2 separate regions of the Gossypium hirsutum genome follow, and region 2 is linked to region 1. Evidence: chromatin contacts called from public Hi-C data. All regions are on one chromosome and are shown on one strand. The core of a region is the stretch at or near the end of the contact, and the rest is flanking DNA. Distances in the headings are between cores, read along the strand shown.

Region 1 (5,668 bases), core at 2,367-4,866:
TATTCTCACTCCGAAAATCCTTCCCACCTGTGCTTGTGTTTCCAAATCCACGTTGCCACTGAAGTAGATAAGAGATTTGTCAAAGATAATCAACTGTCCCGAGATCTTCTCATACTCCTGAATCACACCTTTCATATTAATTGCCCCTTCAGTTGAAGCCTCACCAAACAGCACACTATCATTCGCAAAAAAAAATGTGACATTGATATGTTTCCTCTTCCCACTCTTGTCCCAGATAGCCTTCCATCCAATTTGGCTAGTGCAATTAATCTGGAAAAACCTTCCGCACAAGTGAGAAACAAATAAGGACTTAATGGATCGCCTTGTCTTAGCCCTCGTTGAGGTCTGAATTCTTCTCCCTCCCTACCATTTATCACCACTGTATATGTTACGCTAGTAATACATCTCATAATAAGCGAGATTCAGCCTTCACAAACACCCATACTGCGCATCATTTTTTCTAAAAAAACCCATTCAATTCTATCATATGCTTTACTCATATCAAGTTTTAGAGCAAAGTTTTTCTTCGTTGTTCCTCTCTTTCTTTTGAATGAATGCAAAATTTCGTATGCCACGAAAATGTTGTCTGTGATTTTCCTTTCCGGTACAAACGCCCTTTGTGTGTCTTCAATGCATAAGTCCAGCACTGTAAACAAGTACCTTTGAGATAATTTTGTAGATCACCTTGCAAAAACTAATGGGGAGAAACTTAGTCATTGACTTTGGTGACTTTTCTTTGGGAATAAGAACAATGCTTGTTTAATTTATCTCTTCTACGCTTCTTCGTCCATTTGAGAACATCCAAACAATATGTAGTCACATCCTCCCCTATTATATGCCAGTACTTTTGATAGAATATTGCCGGATACCCATCCTTCCCTGATGCCTTGAGGGGTGCTATAGATTTTATCGCCTCAACAACTTCTTTTACTTTAAATATTGTGATTAGCATACTGTTATGTTCCTTCGTAATGCATGGCAAAAAGGACTCAAACACTGTATCACAATTACTTACCTCTGTAGATGAGAACAGCTCGTTGAAATACTCGGTAGCCAAATTAGTGACTCCCTCCATATTGGTAATAAAATTCCCCGCTTCATTTTCTAACCCCGCAATTAGATTTTTCTTTTTCGTTGTGTCGCACTCTTATGAAAGAATGTCGTATTTCTATCCCCCATACGAAGCCAATTAACTCTTGCTCTTTGTTCCCAGAACAGTTCCTCCTTATCCGCTTCAAAATTCAACTCTAATTTAATGTTTGTAATTTCCTCCAACACTTTATCACTAATTTCGCCTGCTCCTAATTTGCTCAACCTATCATTTAGTTCTTTCGTTCGTCGTTCGGTCTGCGTTTTCTCCTGTTTTACCCAATTACTCAAAGTTAACCCCAAGTTCTTTAGTTTCTCCAACACATCCAGATTATTTGAGTTCCACTCCCATTTTAATCGCTCCTCAAATCCTGCCTCCAGAATCTAGTCTGCATTAAATCAAAAATGACCTTGTTGTCTCCTTCCTCGCAATCCCTCCTCCCTACCGGTTTCTACCATGATTGGACAATGATCTGAAAAATTGTGTTGCAAATGACAGACTTTATACCCTGGGAAAAGATCCCACCATTCTGAGTTAGCTACCCCTATCAAGTTTCTCCCTAATATTGTTGTCAAGCAGACGACCTCTTTCCCAAGTGTATCATTGTCCCGAAAACCCCAAATCGTATAACTCACAGTATTCAATTGCCTCCCTGAATGAAGCCATCTGTCTTTCCTCCCGAATTCTTCCCCCTTTCTTTTTAAAAGAAAAAAAAATTTCGTGAAAATCTCTGGTAACCAGCCAGGGCTTGTTATTTTTGCTTTTTAAAAATCTTAGTAAGTCCCATGATTCTCTTCTTTCTTGCTCCACTGGCGCTCCATAAAATCTTGTAAACCTCCATGTATCTAACTCATCTTCATTCGCCACCTCCACATCAATGTAAGATTTTGAAAAGCTTTTCAAAGTTAAATTCAAACCCTCTTTCCATCCTAATGACAATCCTCCTCTCGTGCCAATTGCATCTATGTCGATTCCATTCAAAAAGCCACATTGCCTTTTTATTGCCTCCATTCGTTTGCTCGAAACCTTTGTTTCCATAAGAAACAAAATTTGGGGTCGAATATATCTCAATTTGTTTTTGAGACGTCGAACTGTCCGTGGTTGCCCCAACCCACGAACATTCCAGCTAAGAAATTTCATTATGCCCGGTCAGCCACCTTATGAGTGGCCGCCGATATATCGTTCTCCAAACCCTCTTTCGATAGTTTCCTAAAATCCCTAGAGATTCCCCTTTCTACATTAATCCTTTGCCATTTTTTACCATCCACGATTTCCATTAACATGTCTTCTGAATCCTCTTCTACCCCCTTACCTCCAACTGGATCGTAATAACTTGGCTCCTTATGTTCAGATTTTTCCTAAGCTATCGTGTGAAACATCCCCAGGGGCCCACTTCCTCTTTCTCCTCATTATTATTTGTAGCCTCCCCTCCAGCTTTCCTTACGCTTCTTTCCCTATCTATTTTCATGTCCTGCCATTTATCTATATCTGACTCCTCTCTAATCCACTTGCTCACTACTTGTCTTCCTCGTCTTAGTGCAGCACGTAATGTCAAATCCCATCCAAATTCCATATGCTGATTCCCCATTCTTAATCTGACCTTGCAATAATTTTCACCATGACCCAGTCGGCCACAAATAAAACAAAAAGTGACAACCTTTCATACTGGAATAAAACATAAATGAATCTATTCTGCCCAATGCCTATGCACTTCTTCCTTTTAAGTGGTAAACGAACATCAATTATAGACCTAATTCTCATGAATTTACTAACCCCTCTTGTCATCAATGATGAATCATATTCCACAAATTTACCAACAAAATCTCCAATTTGACGTGCCGTTTCCTCTTATGTGTAACCCATAGGTAAATTGTGTACCTGAACCCAAAAGATCGTATGCCAAAAGGGAACTGAATTAGGGTCTTCACCCCCTACTAATTTGTGAAAGATAATAAGATGGCGATTAAAAAACCATGGTAGACTATCCAGGACTCAATTCAAATCAATTTCACTGTAAAATCTGAATAAAATCCTCTCATCCTCCATCTCAGTAATGGTCACCCCTCTCAACGGGTGCCATAAATCGGCTAAAGTATTTTTTAATGCAGGAAAATTCACAATACTATCAGTAAGAACTCTCCCTACCAAGCACAGTTTATACAAATGTTCCACAGCAGTATCTTCTCCCAAAACCAGCATGGGATCTTCCTCTTCACCCATAATATTGAGATTAGCAAGATCTGTATCCACCAGATCAATATTATCCATGTCATACCTCAAGGCGGCAGCAAGATCCAAACCCTAAAGAATACTATTCATGCTAGAAAACAGACCAAAGAAAAAACCCTAATTCGTGCTACAAGGCAGACTCTAGTTCTCAATTTTATTTGATAATAACTTAAAATTAAAAGTAAGGGAACAATAAAATAAAAATTACAACGTTCCATTGGAAATGTGCTATCTCCGCTAATGGCCAGTCAAAAATTGTGAACCAATGAGGCACCATCCCTCAACTGAAGCTGCTCTAAACAGCCTAGTGAGCTAAGGTGGAGAGCAAATTGTACTATGGAGGCCAACACACCGGATGAAAACACTAATATAATGGGAGTTTTAGGTGGTGTTTGATAAATTGAAAAATTATGTATTATAGTTTAACTATTGAATTTAAATTATAAAATTTATTTAGTATAATTTTTAAAATTAAGTACAAAATAGAATTGGATTGTATGATAGATGTACCTTTTAGAAATTTAAAGATTTTAGTTAATAAAATAAAAATAATTGAAATTTTTTTTACATTAAGTAATAAGTATCTCATTATGTGCTTATCATTTTTCACTTTTTTTTTTAAATTAAAAATCCTATCATTTATTTTCTACCACAAATGATCACACGTACTTAAAATATTAAATTATTGAAAATATTTAATTACAATGGATTTAATTTTTTCAATAAATTGTTAAACAAAGTCTTAGTCTAAATATATTAATACTGTTCGTTTGTTAAAAAAATTAAACTCATTAGGCCAAGTTGGATTTCTTTTTATTTGACAAATTAGTAAAAATTAACTATTTTGATAATCACTAATTTTTGTTGTCACATATATTTAACGAGATTTTATCTGCTTAATCATTTAATTAATTTATTAAATAATGTAATTTTAGTTAAGTAAAAATAATATTAATCGTTAATAATTTTAAAAACAAATAAAATATATAATTAATTTTAATAATTTTAATATTATAATAATTTATTAATTAATAATATATATGAAAATAATGTTATTATTTCTATTGAAATTTAAAAATATATTGCCATGTTAATTAATTTCACATTAATATAATAATGTTAATTAATCTTACTTTTGTTATTATCACATAATAATTAGTAATATATTAATATATTTTTAATGTTAATTTAGTAATATAATAAACAATAAAGAAAATTTTATTAGTTGAAAAGTTTCTTCAAACATATACTTTTACATATATCTATATATATATATTAGTTTTCTAAATTACGAGCATTGTACTTGAATATATGCATTTAATTATTTTTATTATTTGAAAAAATTATGTTTTCTTATAAGTAATTAATGCAAGTAATCGTTATTAAGTTAATTAAAATATACCAAAAATCCTATCACACATGTATATATATAAAAACCATAAATTTAGAACATAAATGTATATTTAAGAATAACATACAATAAATAATAAAACATATGGTTTGAAACTAATAAATCAAAATAACACATGAAATGTGTACAATATTAAAATAAAAAAAATTAGATTAAATTATGAGTAAAACAAAAGTTAAACACATAAATACATAAAATAAACAATACTAAAAAAAATTGATGGAGATAATAGTGTGTGCATAATAAAATTAAAATGTATAAAATATCTCAAAATAAAGCTTTAGTTAATGGTAAATTAAAGGTTTTACTAATGCGATTGGTGTAGGTTTGAATTCTATCATATGAACTTTATTACTCAAAAATGCCGAAAATATTTCAAAATTACTAGATTAGGCCGATTTTTGGAAAAATTACAGGAATAGGTTGATTTAGGGAAAACCCTTCCAGTTGGGAGCATTTTTAGGTGGAATGTAGAAAAACGCTTCTAGCTGGAAGCGCTTTCCGCGTGTTACCAGTAAAATGCTTCCAGCTGGAAGCGCTTTCCGCGTGTTACCAGTAAAATGCTTTCAGTTGGACACGTTCCCCCTAATGGCTAATTAAAATAACTGTTGCCCTCCCAATGGTAAAAAAACTATAAACCCCCCACCCTTACTCATTTCTCACAATATTCCCTAAAAGATCTCTCAAAATTCTCAAACCACTCTCGAAATTCTCTCAAAATTCTTTCTTAAATTTATTACTTAAATTCTATTTCTATCTAGATTATATTTTTTATTAAATTTTTTAATATTTTCTGAAAATATTTTTTATTAAAAATTAATTCGTGTTAAATAATTAACAATGGTCGGTTCTCTAATCCATTATAAAGACAAGCACATTTCTGTTAAACAATTGCAAATGGTAAGAATAATTTTTTTAATAAATTTTAATTTTGTTTC
Region 2 (5,385 bases), core at 629-3,128, 130 kb after region 1:
GAGCTTTTTCGATCAATCGCCTTTTGAACGTTATCCAACTTTTTCTTCAAAATATTCTTCTAATGCGTAATGTGACCATAAACCTCCTTATTCCATAATTTCACTTGATCAGTGAAAGTAGCATGGGGTATTTGACATATCCCCCCAAAAATTTTAATTTTTTTTAATAAAATTCAAAAAATTCGAATGCTCAACCCAACTGGTCAAAAAACGAAAAGGCCTCCTTGAGGAAGACTCAACATCAGGTAAAAGAGATAATTTAAAGGGCATATGATCCGATTTAAGCTTTTGTAAATGCAAGACTTTTGACAAAGGAAACTTAAGGCTCCAAGCATTATTACAGATTTCTCTATCCGGTCTCTCAAAAACTCCTCCTCTACTCCAAGTAAAGTTTGGACCACTAAACCTCAAATCATGCAGCCCCATGGAATCCATGAATTCACTAAAGAGAGCACATCTTTTCCCAATGACCCGACCACCTTTTTTTTTTCACAAGAAACAATGATAGCGTTAAAATCACCAATCGCTAACCACCGAGTCCCATCCACCGGCACGGTATATTTCAAAGCTTTCCATAACTACTTTCGCTTCTGACCATTAGGACTACCAGACACAAAAGTAACCAAAACCGGTTGTCGATAAGAATTTCCAGAAATTTTAAGTAAAATAAATTGGGAATGATTACCCAAAATATCCACAGAGATAGTATCTTTCCATCCTATCCAAATTCCACCAGAGAAACCCACAGCCTTCACACGGTGTAAAAAATCAAAATCGAGTTTAGCAATAACAGAATCAACTTTAACACCACTTACTCTTATTTTTAAAAGGCCAACTAAATCAGGTCTAAGCTCTCTGTTATACTCCCAACAAAAACGAGGGAATTTAAACTAGCACAACCTTGACAATTCCAACTGAAAATAGTAAAATTCATTTTAAAAATAAAATTTAAAAGTAACCCAATTAAAAATACCACCATATTATACAAATGTAGAACCAAGGCCAGCAATCTATCCATCAGCATTACCACTAGTTTCATCTGCCCTAAGCCCAACTTGCGAATTGATAAGATTAGCCATGGAGCTTATAACTTCTGTCAAAGGAATTCGAGAAATTCCAGCGTTTTTAATTTTCCTTCATTTTCTTTAAACGTGCGATTAAGAGGAGGTCCACCGCGATTATTACCAACTTTATTCTCAGAACCACCCCTTCTGGAAATAGAAAAAGATTTATTAGTATTAACCAAAGTCTTTTTCTTATTATCTTTGAGTGATTTTGACACATTATTTTCATTGAAAATAACAGTCGAATAGTGATTTGGGTCTAAAAGGTTCTTATCTAATTTAACCACAGTTTCATAAGGGCCTTCGAACATGGGGTTATTGAGAACCAATTTATTCCCCTCATTCTCTGAAGAAGCCGAATGTACTTCTACATATTCCTATTCTGAAAAATCGTTAGAAGACATTCCACCAAGGCCTTTTTTATCCAAAATAAAATTTTGTCCCTTCACTAATGTGTTATCCAGGCCACTAGAAATTAAATCAACAGGTCATTTCCCTTCTTAGCCCACCACGCTTCTCCATCGATTACCCATTAATCTGTGCATCGCCCATTTTAAATTGTGCTAGACCTGCAAGCGAAAGAAGAGAACTAGAATTAAAAAAGGTAAAATTGTTAATCAGGTCATTATCTTTTTGAGGAAGCCCATCTGACTCCACAGGCCTTTTTCCCAGCGATTTAAAACTAAGACCCCCTCAATCTGACTCGTTTTTAAAATTTTCTGATCTGTTGGAACTTGAGCCCAAGACAGGCCCAACCAAAGGCCTAAAGCCTACCTCAGCCCTACGGTCTACTTCAACAACTTGACCCAAAATCGCTTTAGTATTAACCTCACCCAAAACCCATTTAGAATTAACCCTAGCACCAACACTTCTCATATCCACAGCTGCATGGTCATCATCCTTCTCCTCCAAAAAATCCCCAACAAACCACCTAAGTACGCCACCTGAGACATCTTCCGCAATCAACGGCGCAAACCTAGATCCCAACGTTCCCTTTCCCAAATTTGTTACCCTATTAGTCCGAGAATCCTATTGACCACGTCATGACTTTCTCTCCACCAACATCCATGGCTCGTAATCAACTTTCTTCCCTTCACCGTCCTTACTGATGTCATCATCGGAAGACGCTATCACCGCAGTCACAGGGCTACCTGAAGCCAGATTCACCCTCACCGATAGACACAACTCATTTACATACTTATATTTTTTGTAACTGAAGCAAATCATTGGAAGAGCCTCGTATTCAACCCGTTGCACGGCGACATCAACCAAAACCTGAGAGATTAGTGGTTTATCAAAATTGATGAACACAACTAAATAGGCAAATCGTCCTCTTGTTCTATTATCAGTTTGTAAATCTAACTTGACTACTTTTCTGATTAACCCTCCACTAGCTTCAATGATTTGTCTTTTGTATAGGTAACCCGGAAGACCCTGCAATCGAATCTAGGCCATCACCATGCTAGGATAAGGTTATGCTGGATTAAAGATTTCGTCTATGGTTATACCATAAGGTATTGACCAAAAATGATCCATGGGCCCTGAACTAAGACTTTGTTATAATCGTCAATATTCTGAAACTTAACCAAAAAATATCCATTAGTGATATCCATTAGATGAAAAGTTTTTGCAGGTTTTCATAGATTAAGTATACAGTTGTGAAGCACATTGTATCCGATATTGCGCCCTAGCAGCTTGAGAATCACTATCAACTCCATCTCCTTGAACAGTATGTCTTTGACACGATCCTAGAATATGATTGCCAAAATCCCATTAACCATGGACGTATTAACATCTCCATCCATTAATTCAAATTCACTCTCATTCTTTTCAAAATTCCCTTCAAGATTTTTATCAGAGGAGGCAACATATCCCCCCAAAAGTTTGTCTTTAAAAGACATAATCGACTGCTGGTCAGAATCAACAACCATATTGTTGATTTCTCCATTGATCACTTCCTTGAATCTAACTTTTTTAGTATTTCAATCACCACCGGTGCAAGATTTTCTATCAGTACCGTTGGCAGAATTTTTCGTCTCCATTTCCAATGTTTCTCTCTAAAACGAATAATTTCATAGTTATCCAATTCATTTTTTAGTTTTACTTATACATATGCTTTCACTTTTAATTTTCGAATGACTTTCTCCAATTTGGTGAATACTTAACGTTTAAATCAATTTATACCCGCCACTTTACACCATCATCCCACCATTATATACGTCCCTCTTTCTCCCTCCATTTGATCTTCACCATCATCAAACCTCCAGCCATTGCCCACCACCCCCTCAACTCATCACTATTTTCACAACCTCCATAAACATCACTCTCTAAACTATACCGAAACTGAAACCATACAAAAATAACAATAAACTCACACAAGGTATAAACTAAAAAAAAGAAGCAAAGATTCATTTCGGGTTATCTAGTTTTACGGGCTCGGAGCATCTGCTGCAAGATCCAAACGATGAGAGTGCATAAGAGGTTGAGGAGAGTAACATATTCCAATCTTAGGGCGATCTAACGATGAACAGCGACAAATCAAAGTTTTTGCTTCAAACTTTTGTTCATGTTTTTGATATTTTTGGACATTTTCTAGGGAAATCTAAACCGTTGGACGACAAAGATGATGAAGAGAGATTCATTTTGGTTTTAGAAGGGGTTGTTCAGAGCTCTGGCGGTGATGATGCATGTTGCCCGTGGCCAAGATAAATGGAGAAACAAGAAAAAGAAAAGGGGAAGGGGAGAAGATAAAAACGTGAAACAAATTTTTAATAATTTATATTTTTTATAAGTTTTCTATTATTTTATGATTTAAATTTTTTAGAGATTTATTTATTAATTTTAAAAGTTTGAAAAAAATATTTTTAGAATTTGTTTTATTTTTAATTTTTTATTTTTAATAATTTTATACTTTTTAAATGATTTTTTCAGATTAGATAAAAAATGGGACATAAATAATTAATCAAATGTGTCATGTCACATCAGCTATTGACATTGGCCATTAGTCAATTAATGATGATTTCAATATTTCCATCCAAAAATGAAACGATAGGGTGCAATTGATCCAAAAAAAAAAGAATAAGAGCAAAAATGAAAAAATAGTTAAACATTGAGAGTAAATTTGCAATTAAGCCTAATTTGATTACTTCTTTGTAACTATTAAAATATTTAGGTATAATGTCAAATTTAACTTTTAATATTTATATTTTTTTTCAATTTGACTCTTATTCTTTTTTTAGTTAAATTTGGTCATCAACTTTTAAAAAAGAGACAAATTTAACCATCAACTGCTTGAAAAATAGTTGGATTGATTTCTCTTAATGGAAATACTAATTAAAATGTTAAATTTTTAAAAATAGCAACATACATTTTACTTTGACCAAATTACCAAATAAAGCCATTTATTTTTCAAAATTAAAAAAAAATGGGACAGTTTCTTTAAAAATGACGAAAATGGGCCTTTTTTGCTAAAACGCACCCAGCCGGTGTTGTTTTCAAGAGAAACTCAAAAAAACGCTTCCAGCTGGAAGCATTTCCCCTCTGATCAGTCAAGCGTTTCCAGTTCAACGCGCTAAGCAAAACTGTGTCCAAGTCAGGACGTTCCCCCCCCAACGGTCACTTCCAACTGCTATTTTAAATAGGCGTTACCCCTCAACAATAAAAAAAAACTATAAACCCCTCCAACCTACAAATTTCTCACATTTCTCTCTTAAATCTTTCAAATTTCTCAATCAACTCTCAAAAATCTCTCAAATTCTCTCTTAAATTTTTTACTAAAATTAAATTTATATATAAATTATATTTTTCATTTTTATTTATTAATATTTTTAAGAAATATTTTTTTATTAAAACTTTTCCGTGTTCTATATAATTTAGTAATGGTCGGGTCCTTAATCTGTCTTGATAACAAGCGCATCTCAATCAATCAATCAATTGCAAATGGTAAGAATAAATTTTAATTTTTTATTTCATTGACATATTTTAACTTAACATTTTTAATATTTTTTACATAAATAGACGGAAGATCGTGTAACAGCTCAATTTTTAGTGGTGTTAGAAATAGTAGTTCGAGGCCACTAAATCCGATGAGTGAGTTCAAAAATTTTATTATTTATTATTTATGAGTTAAATGTGACTTTAGGAAGACTTTGAATTAATGATTTGTGTTTAAAAAAGAATTAATAGGTTAAGTGATTTCGAAAATGAGGTATCGAGACCTCAATTTCATAAACGTAGCTGTAAATTATTTTTATAAATATTTACGAGTGTCATTGAGCTAGTATTAAAGTTTCATTAGAAAATTTTAACGTTTTAATAGTTA

What was found. Hi-C and Micro-C count contacts between places; a contact is called where the count stands out from the background.
Region 2: a contact with region 1 is called in a Hi-C map of leaf, with 2.4 times the contacts expected there. The contact joins two enhancer-like sites. A contact is called at or near these places in 12 of 34 Hi-C or Micro-C datasets (callus, hypocotyl, leaf and 1 more).

What each region holds. Positions count from the first base shown.
Region 1 is chrA01:42,148,310-42,153,977 of Gossypium_hirsutum_v2.1, forward strand. No RefSeq gene overlaps it. Among protein-coding and RNA genes, the nearest start is that of LOC107916784, 43 kb to the left of the region's middle. Within about 2 kb of position 3,617, at least 7 of the 9 cell types and tissues checked have an H3K27ac peak or open chromatin away from gene starts, as enhancers often do. A contact at or near this core is called in leaf, where this site is marked.
Region 2 is chrA01:42,280,958-42,286,342 of Gossypium_hirsutum_v2.1, forward strand. No RefSeq gene overlaps it. Among protein-coding and RNA genes, the nearest start is that of LOC107918156, 56 kb to the right of the region's middle. Within about 2 kb of position 1,879, at least 9 of the 9 cell types and tissues checked have an H3K27ac peak or open chromatin away from gene starts, as enhancers often do. A contact at or near this core is called in leaf, where this site is marked.